Regions from separate parts of the Ovis aries genome. Here region 2 is linked to region 1. A link is a contact called in public Hi-C data. All regions are on one chromosome and are shown on one strand. Each heading gives the region's core, a stretch centred on a gene start, on an enhancer-like site or on the middle of the called end of the contact. The rest is flanking DNA. Distances are from core to core; before and after follow the strand shown.

The links. Hi-C and Micro-C count contacts between places; a contact is called where the count stands out from the background.
Region 2: a contact with region 1 is called in a Hi-C map of liver, with 5 times the contacts expected there. The contact joins two enhancer-like sites. A contact is called at or near these places in 4 of 16 Hi-C or Micro-C datasets (hypothalamus, liver, mixed tissues and 1 more).

Annotation. Positions count from the first base shown.
Region 1 is chr25:6,689,906-6,694,644 of ARS-UI_Ramb_v3.0, reverse strand. No RefSeq gene overlaps it. Among named protein-coding and RNA genes, the nearest start is that of TARBP1, 40 kb to the right of the region's middle. Within about 2 kb of position 2,169, at least 4 of the 54 cell types and tissues checked have an H3K27ac peak or open chromatin away from gene starts, as enhancers often do. A contact at or near this core is called in liver, where this site is marked.
Region 2 is chr25:6,881,993-6,886,775 of ARS-UI_Ramb_v3.0, reverse strand. No RefSeq gene overlaps it. Among named protein-coding and RNA genes, the nearest start is that of IRF2BP2, 98 kb to the right of the region's middle. Within about 2 kb of position 2,450, at least 48 of the 54 cell types and tissues checked have an H3K27ac peak or open chromatin away from gene starts, as enhancers often do. A contact at or near this core is called in liver, where this site is marked.

The sequences.
Region 1 (4,739 bases), core at 920-3,419:
TGGGACAGCCTTGAACTAGACTCTCTCTCTCTTTCCCTTGGGAGCCAAGCAGGAAAATAGCATAACTGTGTATAATGCAGTGGAAAAAGGATGTGTTAACCCTCACCCAGAGCTTGTACATCCAAAATCAGTTTTCTCATCCTTTTCTTCCCTTTTTGCCAAACTCCATACATCCCCCATGGGCTGAGATGCTGTGAAGCTGGCCAAGCCTGGTGGCTACGATTCAGAGCAAGGGTTTTGGGGTCCAACCTCCTGGGTATCCACCTAGCCTCTGCCCCTTGAGCGCTGTGTGATTTCAAGCAGGATTTTATTTTCTGGAAGCCTCAGTTTCCTCATCTGGAAAATGGACATCATGCCAGTTAGTTTAAGAAATACCCTAGGGCTTAAATAAGAGGAAGCTTGCAGTGGGTTTGGCTAAGTGCCTGGCATGAAAGTGATGGATATACCTCAACTCCTGTTGCTGTTAGCACATAGAGAACTTCACCAGACAGAATTCATAAAAGAATTTACTTGATTGTTTTTTAAAGGGTCTTCTTCGATGTGGACCATTTGTAAAGTCTTTATTGAATTTGTTGCAGTGTTGTTTCTGTTTTTATGTTTTGTTTTCTTGGCCAAGAGGCATGTGGGATCTCAGCTCCCCGACTAGGAATTGAACCTGCCCCCACTGCAATGGGAGGTGAAATCTTAACCACTGGATCACCAGGGAAGTCCCAGGAGACCATTTAGAAGGACAAACCTTTGCGGTTAGCAAGTGAGACTGCATCAGTCAGCAACATCTGGTCTTGGTGAAAAGGAAGGGCAGCTGCAGACAAGGAAACCGACTGGTGAAAACAACAGATGACCCACACCTTGATGGGGCTGCATATCAACATCGATCCCTTATAGAGGGTAGAGCCAGCCTATCCTAGCTGGGGAACCCCAAATTCTGCTTTCAGTGACCTACAGCCCTGGCTGGGGGCACCGAGGTCTAGCAAGCAGTCCAACCACAGGGCATGACTGCAGGGAAAAGAGAGAAGCAGCACAAAAGAATGGGGGACTTCCCTGATTGTCCAATGGTTCGAATCCACCTTCCAGTGCAGGGGACGTGGATTCCATCCCTGGGGGAGGAACTAAGACTCCTCATGCCAGGTGGCAACTCAGCCCCGGAGCCACAACCACTGAGCCCATGCTCCACAAGAGAACCTCAGGCGCTGCAACTAGAGAAAAGCCTGAATGCCGCAACAAAGACCCAGCACAGGCAAAAAAAAAAAAAAAAAGGAATGGTGGCATTCTCATGGCTGCGGTGCACAGAGGGTTTGACTCATCTCTGCGAAGAGGACCTAGTGTTTTTCACGATCACTATATTCCAGATGCAAACATTCTCAGGCAGGAGAATGGTCCCTAAAGGATTGGTCTACCAATTGAAGAGTGAGAAACTGTTTAGAGAGTCACGCCTGGACTTCCTCGAACATTCCTCCTGCACACACTCACGGACACAGACGTGCACACGGGGTGCCTGACCGAGGGGCAGGGGGACCCAGCTGGTGGCTCAGACGGTAAAGCGTCTGTCTACGATGCAGGAGACCTGGGTTCGATCCCTGGGTCGGGAAGATCCCCTGGAGAAGGAAATGGCAATCCACTCCAGTACTACTGCCTGGAAAATCCCATGGACAGAGGAGCCAGGTAGGCTACAGTCCATGGGGTCGCAAAGAGTCGGACACGACTGAGCAACTTCACTTTCACTACGCTGGCCAGAGCTCCCTGGGGTCCTTAGTACCTGGAGAAGTGACAGAAGAGGCGAGGGCTGGCCTCACCTCACCAAGGATCAGCTAAATGAACCTGGTACCCAGAGTTTTCCTTTCCCTGCAGAGGGAGTGGACCTGAGAGACTGGAACACAGGAAAAACTGGAATGTCCCCATTTTCCTTCCCCAGTGTCTCTCTGGCGGTCATGACAACAGAGAGGGGGCTGACGGGGGTGGATCAATCTTTCTCCGGCTCTGGAGTGAGTCATTTGGCAAATAGCTTCATGTGGAAGTTACAAAACCTCTCGAGTCACCTATGGAAACCCCAGTCTTCAGAAACCACAGCAAAGTTTCTGTTTGTTTGTTTGTTTTTTTTTGCTGTTGAGCTCACTTCCGCAGCGGCAGGGATACCGGCGAATCACAAACCGCACACCGACCGCGCACATGCGTTCCACCTGCGGATGGATACGCTGCCTTCTCCTGGAGGACCCCGGAAGTCCCTTCCATCTGCTCTTACAGTTTCTTTTGTGTGTTGCCTGTTGGGTCTCTGTTGTACTGATTTGTCCAGGCCACTCCCAAGATGGGGGCGCTGCTACGGTCCTCTGAAGGACCTTTCCTGTGGGGCCCCGAGAAAGCTTTTACTATAGACATGTTTTAAGGAGGAATTTTCTTGCTTTGTGTTCCCTACACAGATTTTAGGGGTTTCTTTTACCCCCTTGGGGATAAAAGTCATTACAAGAAAAACCCACAAAACTTTTGACGCCTGTGGTATTTCTGCTCTTTCGGCTTTTAGTCCACTGAAATTATTTTGGAAACAAAGTAGCTCTCAATTTTTCAATAGCCACCTTCTATCCCAGTGGCTGCCACGTATACAAATTCAGTCACTCAGGAAGTATTTTTGAGCATTGCCTATGATCCAGGGACTGTTGAGTTTGCTGAGTATATAGCTTTGAACAACACTGATACACTTCTTGGTTTCAGGAAGCTTACATCACAGTAATAACTAAAAAAACTTCACAGATATACTATGAACCGAAACCAGAATTAAGGCCGGATAAAGACCCACTTAAACTTAATGGCCTACCTCTATTAATATATATGCAACTATTGTTCTCAAGTCATTGTTAGTGTACACAAGGGGCTTACCTGGTGGCTCAGTTGGCAAACAGTCTGCCTGCAGTGCAAAAGACCAAGTTCCATACCTGGGTCAGGAAGATCCCCTGGAGAAAGAAATGGCAACCCACTTCAAGTATTCTTGCCTGGGAAATCTCACGGACAGAGGAGCCTGGCAGCATACAGCCCACGGGGTCGGAAAGAGTTGGACACGACTCAGGGACTAAAGGTACCTACCTACTAGTGTCCATAGATATACAACAGGCATCCCCCCAACGTGGCGGGGGTGGGGGTGGAGGTTGGCTGTGTCACTGAAAATTTTGGACTCTGTGAATTCTCCTGCAGTGATGACAAAAGCTTAGATGCAAGGCTGAAAAGGGACCACCCAACCTGTGAAAAAAATTGGATTTTGCTGAAGCTTTATCTTGGAAAAGGGCTTAGAAGTAAATATCATTTAAACAGTTTGTTTTTCTTTAGAGACATACAAAACAACTATTTAAATAGACTGCTGATTTTGTAAATCTGCTGATTTTAATTGGCAGCTCATCCATGTATTCATTTATGGTATACCAAGGCACTGTGCTTTATGGCAGAAACACGAAGTTTAATAAGAGATGGCCTCTGCCCTCCTGAAGCTTATAATCCTGTAAGAAAAGCAGACATGGAAACAATCTAGTAGGTGCTATGTTGAGGTGAGAGTGGGGATGGAGTCCACCTTGCATGAGCAAGGCAATGGGAGGGTCATCAAAAGAAGACTTTTGAACAGTGTCTTCAGCACAAGGTTAAAGATGCCTAAACCTCTTTTAAGAGCCGGTAGCTTTTCTGCGTCCTTGTCTTTTTTTGTTTGTTTCTTTGCTGCATGGCATATGGTGTCTTAGTCTCCCAAAAGAGACACCGTCTCCACTGAAAGCACAGGGTCTTAACCGCTGGACCACGCGGGGAGTCCCACACTATCCTTTTCTCTGTGATGTTTGTCTATGGTAGCTGTAAGGAATTTGGCTGCGTTATCCATACACCAATAAACAACTCTACCAGCCCTTAGACAGAGTAAGCTGCTTAGTATTCTATTTTGTGCAATCAGAGATTAAATTCCAAATTCACTGGCACCCGGAGATGAAACAGCTAATTATATACAGTAATTGCATTTAAAATCCATGCCTTTGAATGACTGATGAAATCTTCTTTTTCAAATGCTCATAAAACTTAGTGTGCCCAGCAACCAACTGGGAAGAAGTGGCAGTAAGTTTTTAGTCTTGTAATGTGGGTATGGTGCCATGCTCTTTCACCCCTGTGCTTTCCTTGAATTCACCCTGCACATTTAAATAATACTTTTGTCCAAGAGGAAGAAGTAAAATTGTGTCTGTTTGCAGATGAAATGATATTATATATAGAAAACCCTTAAGACTCCACCAAAAATTGTTAGAACCAATAAACAAATTCAGTAAAGTTGCAGGATATAAAATCAATATACAAAAATCAGTTCAATTTCTCTACAGCAACAATCTTTCAGAGAAATTAAGAAAACAATTACCTTGACAATAGCATCAGAAAACATAAAATACATAGGAAAACATTTAACCAAGGAAGTGAAAGAACTGTATACTGAAACCTATAAAACACTGATGAAAGAAATTAAGGGAGAAACAAATAAATGAATTGGAAGAATTAATATTGTTTAAACTTTATTCTACCCTAGCAATCTACAGATTCTGTGCAATCTCTATCAAAATACTGATGGCATTTTTCACAGACTAGAACAAACAATCCAAAAATTTCTGTGGAACCACAAAAGATCCTGAAGAGCCAAAGCAATCTTGAGAAAGAAGAACAAATCTGGAGGCACCATCCATCCTGATTGCAAACTACAGTTGACCTTGAACAACACACAAGGTGCCAGCCCTTTA
Region 2 (4,783 bases), core at 1,201-3,700, 190 kb before region 1:
GTCTGTATGTGATTATGTTTACCATGCGAGTGAAGCAAAAAATTAAATTGGGCTTCTTTAACAAGGGGGAAAGACTAGCAGCAGAACTGAAAGATCACAGGAGAACTTGAGCAGGTAAGCTGATTGCAAATACTGTCCTGGCTTTAGACCTCTGCAGCTGCTAAAAATGCATTCATCCCCACCTCCACACCCTCCCCACTGTGCAGATCTGCTTTTGCTTTCTCCTGGTTTCTCAGGGGGAAAAAAAAAAAAAAAAAATCCCCTAGGATTCTCTGTCTCTGTCTGCCTGACAAACCCAATAGGAAACCTACATTAATCTGTAAGTGAGCGTAATGGTTTTTCTGCTGTTTCATACATGCTAGGTCAAATCCATGGATCTTGCGACAAGAGGAGGCCCCTAGGGGAAGTGAATTCCCTTCCCTCTGCAGGGCCTGGTACCCATAGGCCACTGGAGGTACTGGAGGGGTGTCCAGGAGCCCTCTGCTTTCCCCAGAAGATACTCTGTTCCTCCTAACCTCGTCCTTCTCTACTTTCAGACTGTAGGCAAGAAGGCCAGACCTCCAAAAACTAGGCCCAGGAAGTCAGATTTCTACCGTCGTCTGGCATGGGAAGGGCAGGTTCAGACATCCCTGCTAGAGGCTGGCTTTCCAGGCAGCACCCGAGGAGGCAGGCTTGAGTCCTCGGGGTCAGCGATCATGGGGTTTCATTTGCTCAGACATACTGTGACACGAGGTCAATCTTGGACCAAAATGGGCATGGAACCCTCTGACTCAGGGTGGCTTTTAGAAACCCATCAGGAAGTGTTTTCCATCATTCGCAACATCTCAGAGCACAGGGACGGGGCCTCGCCAGGCCTGGGACTGGCATCAGCTGCAAACGCCATGGCCTTTCCTCCCATCAGGGAATGGGCCTAGTTCTGAGTCACCAGTTAAGAACAGGGGACGGCACAGAATTTGAGATTCAGCTCTCAAATCCAAGCAGCCCCTTCCTTTTCTAATTTGTAAGAAACTGGCCCCCAATCAGCTTTCCTTTGCTCTGTCTCCAACTGGAAGTGAAAACGTGTCTCTTGCAGGCCTCCAGCTCCCGTGCTCCTGGGGTCTGCTTGTCTTCTTGAAGCCCGAGCTCATGGGGGCTGTTTGGACAGGAGCACCCCCCCCCCCGCCAACCCCCACTCTAGCTCTCCCGTGGCTGTGTCCTCCTCAGGGGTGACAGGGTGTGTGGGGGCTGGGGGCCAGGGTTGCAGCCAGGTGTGGGACTTCTGCCCACAAAGATGGGTGAGGGTAAGTGCCCTCTAAGGAAGCCCGAGTCACCCTACCTTGGGAACTTCCCGCCAAAAGACAAAGCTCCCAACCTCCCAGGGAGCCTTATGTGGCTGCCGGAGAAAGACAGCCAAGCCTTGGTAAAAGCAGGAGGCGAGGAGTAAGGATGATGGGACCCTCCTGGAGCTTCTCCCCACCCAACCTTGGGCTGTATCCTCCTAGACACCTTTGCTTCCATCCCTGGACCTAGGAGGTGGTCACGCGTGCTCCTGAAAGTGAATGCCTCTTTCAGAGGGTCTGGAGTTGGGATGGGGCGGGCATCGGAAGGAAACGATCAGCTGTTTCACAGTGAGGTCTCCGCAGGCCCGTGAGAGCAGCCCCTGCTGTGGCCTTGCCTTCTTCCAAATAAAGGAGCCAGGAAACGGCCAAGTTGCTCCTTGTGGCAGAAACTTCTAGAACCAGAAGAGGCCCTTCCCAGCATCTGGGGGTGGGGATGTCAGATTCTGCTCTGGGCAGGGCGGGGGGTGGTGGCTGGCAACCAAGTCCCACTCGTATGTAACCTGGCAGCTCTCTGCCTGGAGACTTGCCGATGGTCACGATGTGTCGCCTCCCAGGAGATGTTCCACTTTCCAAGCAGGTGGGAAATGACCCCGGTTAAAAATAGCGGCACTGGACTCATCACAGAGTCCCCTTGTAAAGCAAAACCGTGGGTTTCCTCCAAGTGGCGCAAAGGATCAGCCGTGGCTTTTGGGTTCCCTCTGGGACTCTGGGGGCTGGGGTCCCAAATGCACCAAATCCCCCAGTGCCCTCCCCTGCAACACCCCGGCGCCCAGCACAGCCACCAGCAGAGCCCCTCAGCCGTGGCCACTGGCCACCTGCCCACCTGCCCACCCCGGGTTCGCCTCGGTGACTAGGGGGCCACTGTGACCGTCCACACCCTCTCCCCGCCTTCCTGCTCCCCTCAGTGCCTGGTGGACCGGGGTTTCTGGAGCTTTCTCAGAACCGTGGACACATTCCCAGTGGAAATCATGACATTTTCCGTTTCACATGACGCACTCCACAATGCCTCAGGAAAAGGGAGAGAGAAAGAGAAGGCAAACAGGGCCTGGGAGCCAGCCCCTCTCTGTCAACAGCCAGGCCAGGTCCTCTCTGTTTATCCTGGAGTCGCCTCCCCGGGGCTTGACAGTCAGCCTCCGTGTTCTCTCCTGCAGTCAGAGGCCCGACGACTAGGTTAACTGCCTTTTCTCTCTGCTTCTTGGCACATCTGGGTGAAGGCGTGCCTCCCTACTTTGTTGTGTTTTTTTTTAAACTTTACTTTCGACTGCCATGGTGACTGCTGCATGTTTGGCAAAGGGAAGGAGGGGAAAAAAAAAAAAAAAAAAAGCTCGGGGAGAAGAAAAGGAGCTCTCAGCGCAGGGCTGGCGGCCGTCCAGGGTAATCATGCTGCAGAGCTGAAATGAGGCCTCTGGCGGGCAGCCAAGTCACAAAGAACAAAGCTGTCAGTTCCTAATGTTGGCGGCAAAGCCTGTTTGGCACCCTTATATGCTTTCCCAGAACTCCCTGCCTTGGCTGCCTTCCATTCCCTTCAGGGCAGCAAACAGGATTAGCCCAGCTCTGAGTTGTTTTTCTTCCCTCTCCTCCAACTGTTTCCAATGACATCATCCTTGCTGCACTCATTTGCCAGCAGGGTGGTTTTTCTCTCTCTCCCCTCCCACCCCCCTCTCTCCCTCCATCTCTCTCTCACACACACACCTCCACTCCCACTTCCTTCCTGTAGCCGCCCCCCCAACCTCCTCTGACTTGCTCGAAGCGCACTGTTTGAGGTCATGCCTCTTGTCCGGCATCTCTGTGAAATGCACACACGCCCCGGCGCTTGTCCATTTCGCTGAATCAAGCCAGACGTTGTATTTTATTTTTATAACTGAATTCCTGTGAGATAAAAATCTCATTTTCCTTCGCAGGCTGTAATCAGCACTCGCAGGGCTGTGGTTTCCAACTGCCCCATCTCGTGCTTCCTTACGAAGCACCGCTGAGAAATGAACTTGGCTGCCATTCAGGTTTAAAGGGCCCGCGGCTAGTCATACATTGCTGGTTCACACACACACACACGCACAAACACACGATGTGCACACAAAGACTATTGCATGCGCACACCCACAGGCACACACACCCACAGGGCTACACAGACAAAGGGTATGGAGATACCCCCCCGAGAGAGACAGACACACACACAAGCAGCACCTAGGGTCATTCTTTCCCTTTCAAGAAAGAGAATAGGTGAACAAGTAGAAGCCAAAAGCTGCTTCCGAAAAGGCTGGTTTCAACCAGCAGGCAGGCAAGCGTTATGCAACTAATGTCTGGGTTCATGAAAGGAATCGAGGTTCGCTGACTGCACAAATGTTCCCCCGCCCCCGCCCTGCCCCCCCCAACTCTGATTCATGAACTAGTTTTCAGATTCATGAATCACTCGGGAGCCAGCAAGAAAAAAATGAGTAGTATTGATCTCATTTCAATTGAAACGGGCTCATTATGGCCACGCAGGGGCAGGGTGCAGACAACTTCCTACCACCAGACACTCGCCAGCATCCTAGGTCTGCAGGGAGGCTCCCCCACCTGTGGGTGGGGCAGGCTGGCTTTTGCAGAGGAGAGGGTTCCCCCTCTTTTGATGATTAAATAGGCAGAATCAGATCTATTGGCACGAGGAGCTGGGGCTGGACTCCTCTGTCCTCTTCCGGCAGGTCTGTGGGCTTCCTTGGGTGTTCTCCATTTGTTTTTTTGTTTGTTTGTTTTTTTTTTCACTTTTAATGAAATCTTTTAAGAGGAATCTCAGTGCAAATTCATTTCTGGATTGTTGGTGGTGTCTCAAGGACTATCTAAAATAACAATTCACCTTCTACTAGGTGAATTCAAGTTCAGATCCAACTAGGATGTCTTGGGGTTTGCTTCTTTGTTTGTTTCAAGGCCAACATGTAGCTTTTGCCTTTTTCAGCCCTTTGCATTTGATTCAGCAAAGAAAGCCTGGGGAATATGGACCCTCTAGATTTGGGCCAATCACATTTCTGTAAAGAAAAACAGTCCTCCAGCTGGGTGACTGTCATTACAGGGATAGGAGGCTCTAGGATTTCAGAAAGTCATCCTTTTCCTTCCCAAATGAAGTGAGGGTTCTCTCGCTGACTGTCAAGGAGGTGGGCGCTGAGCTGGGGTCCAATGGCATTACAGACAGGGAAACTTCAGTCCCTGGGTAGATTTATCGAGGGCTGTCCTCTAGGGAACCAGGCCTCTCCAACTGCCTTTCCTTGTTCCCCTTGAATTCCAACTCAGCCATCTTCCCTCTTGACATATGCCCCCTGCCCAGTCCAGCATGTCACACTCATCCTCCTGACCGGGGAATCGTTCTCTCTCACTCTAGAACACTGCAGTTTGGGCTGTCACGTGTAAGCAGACCATGATCAGTGTGATTGGCTTTGACTTGCAACTTTGCACTGGGATTTTGTGTGGTTTCAGCTCCCAGATCTCCCCCAAGC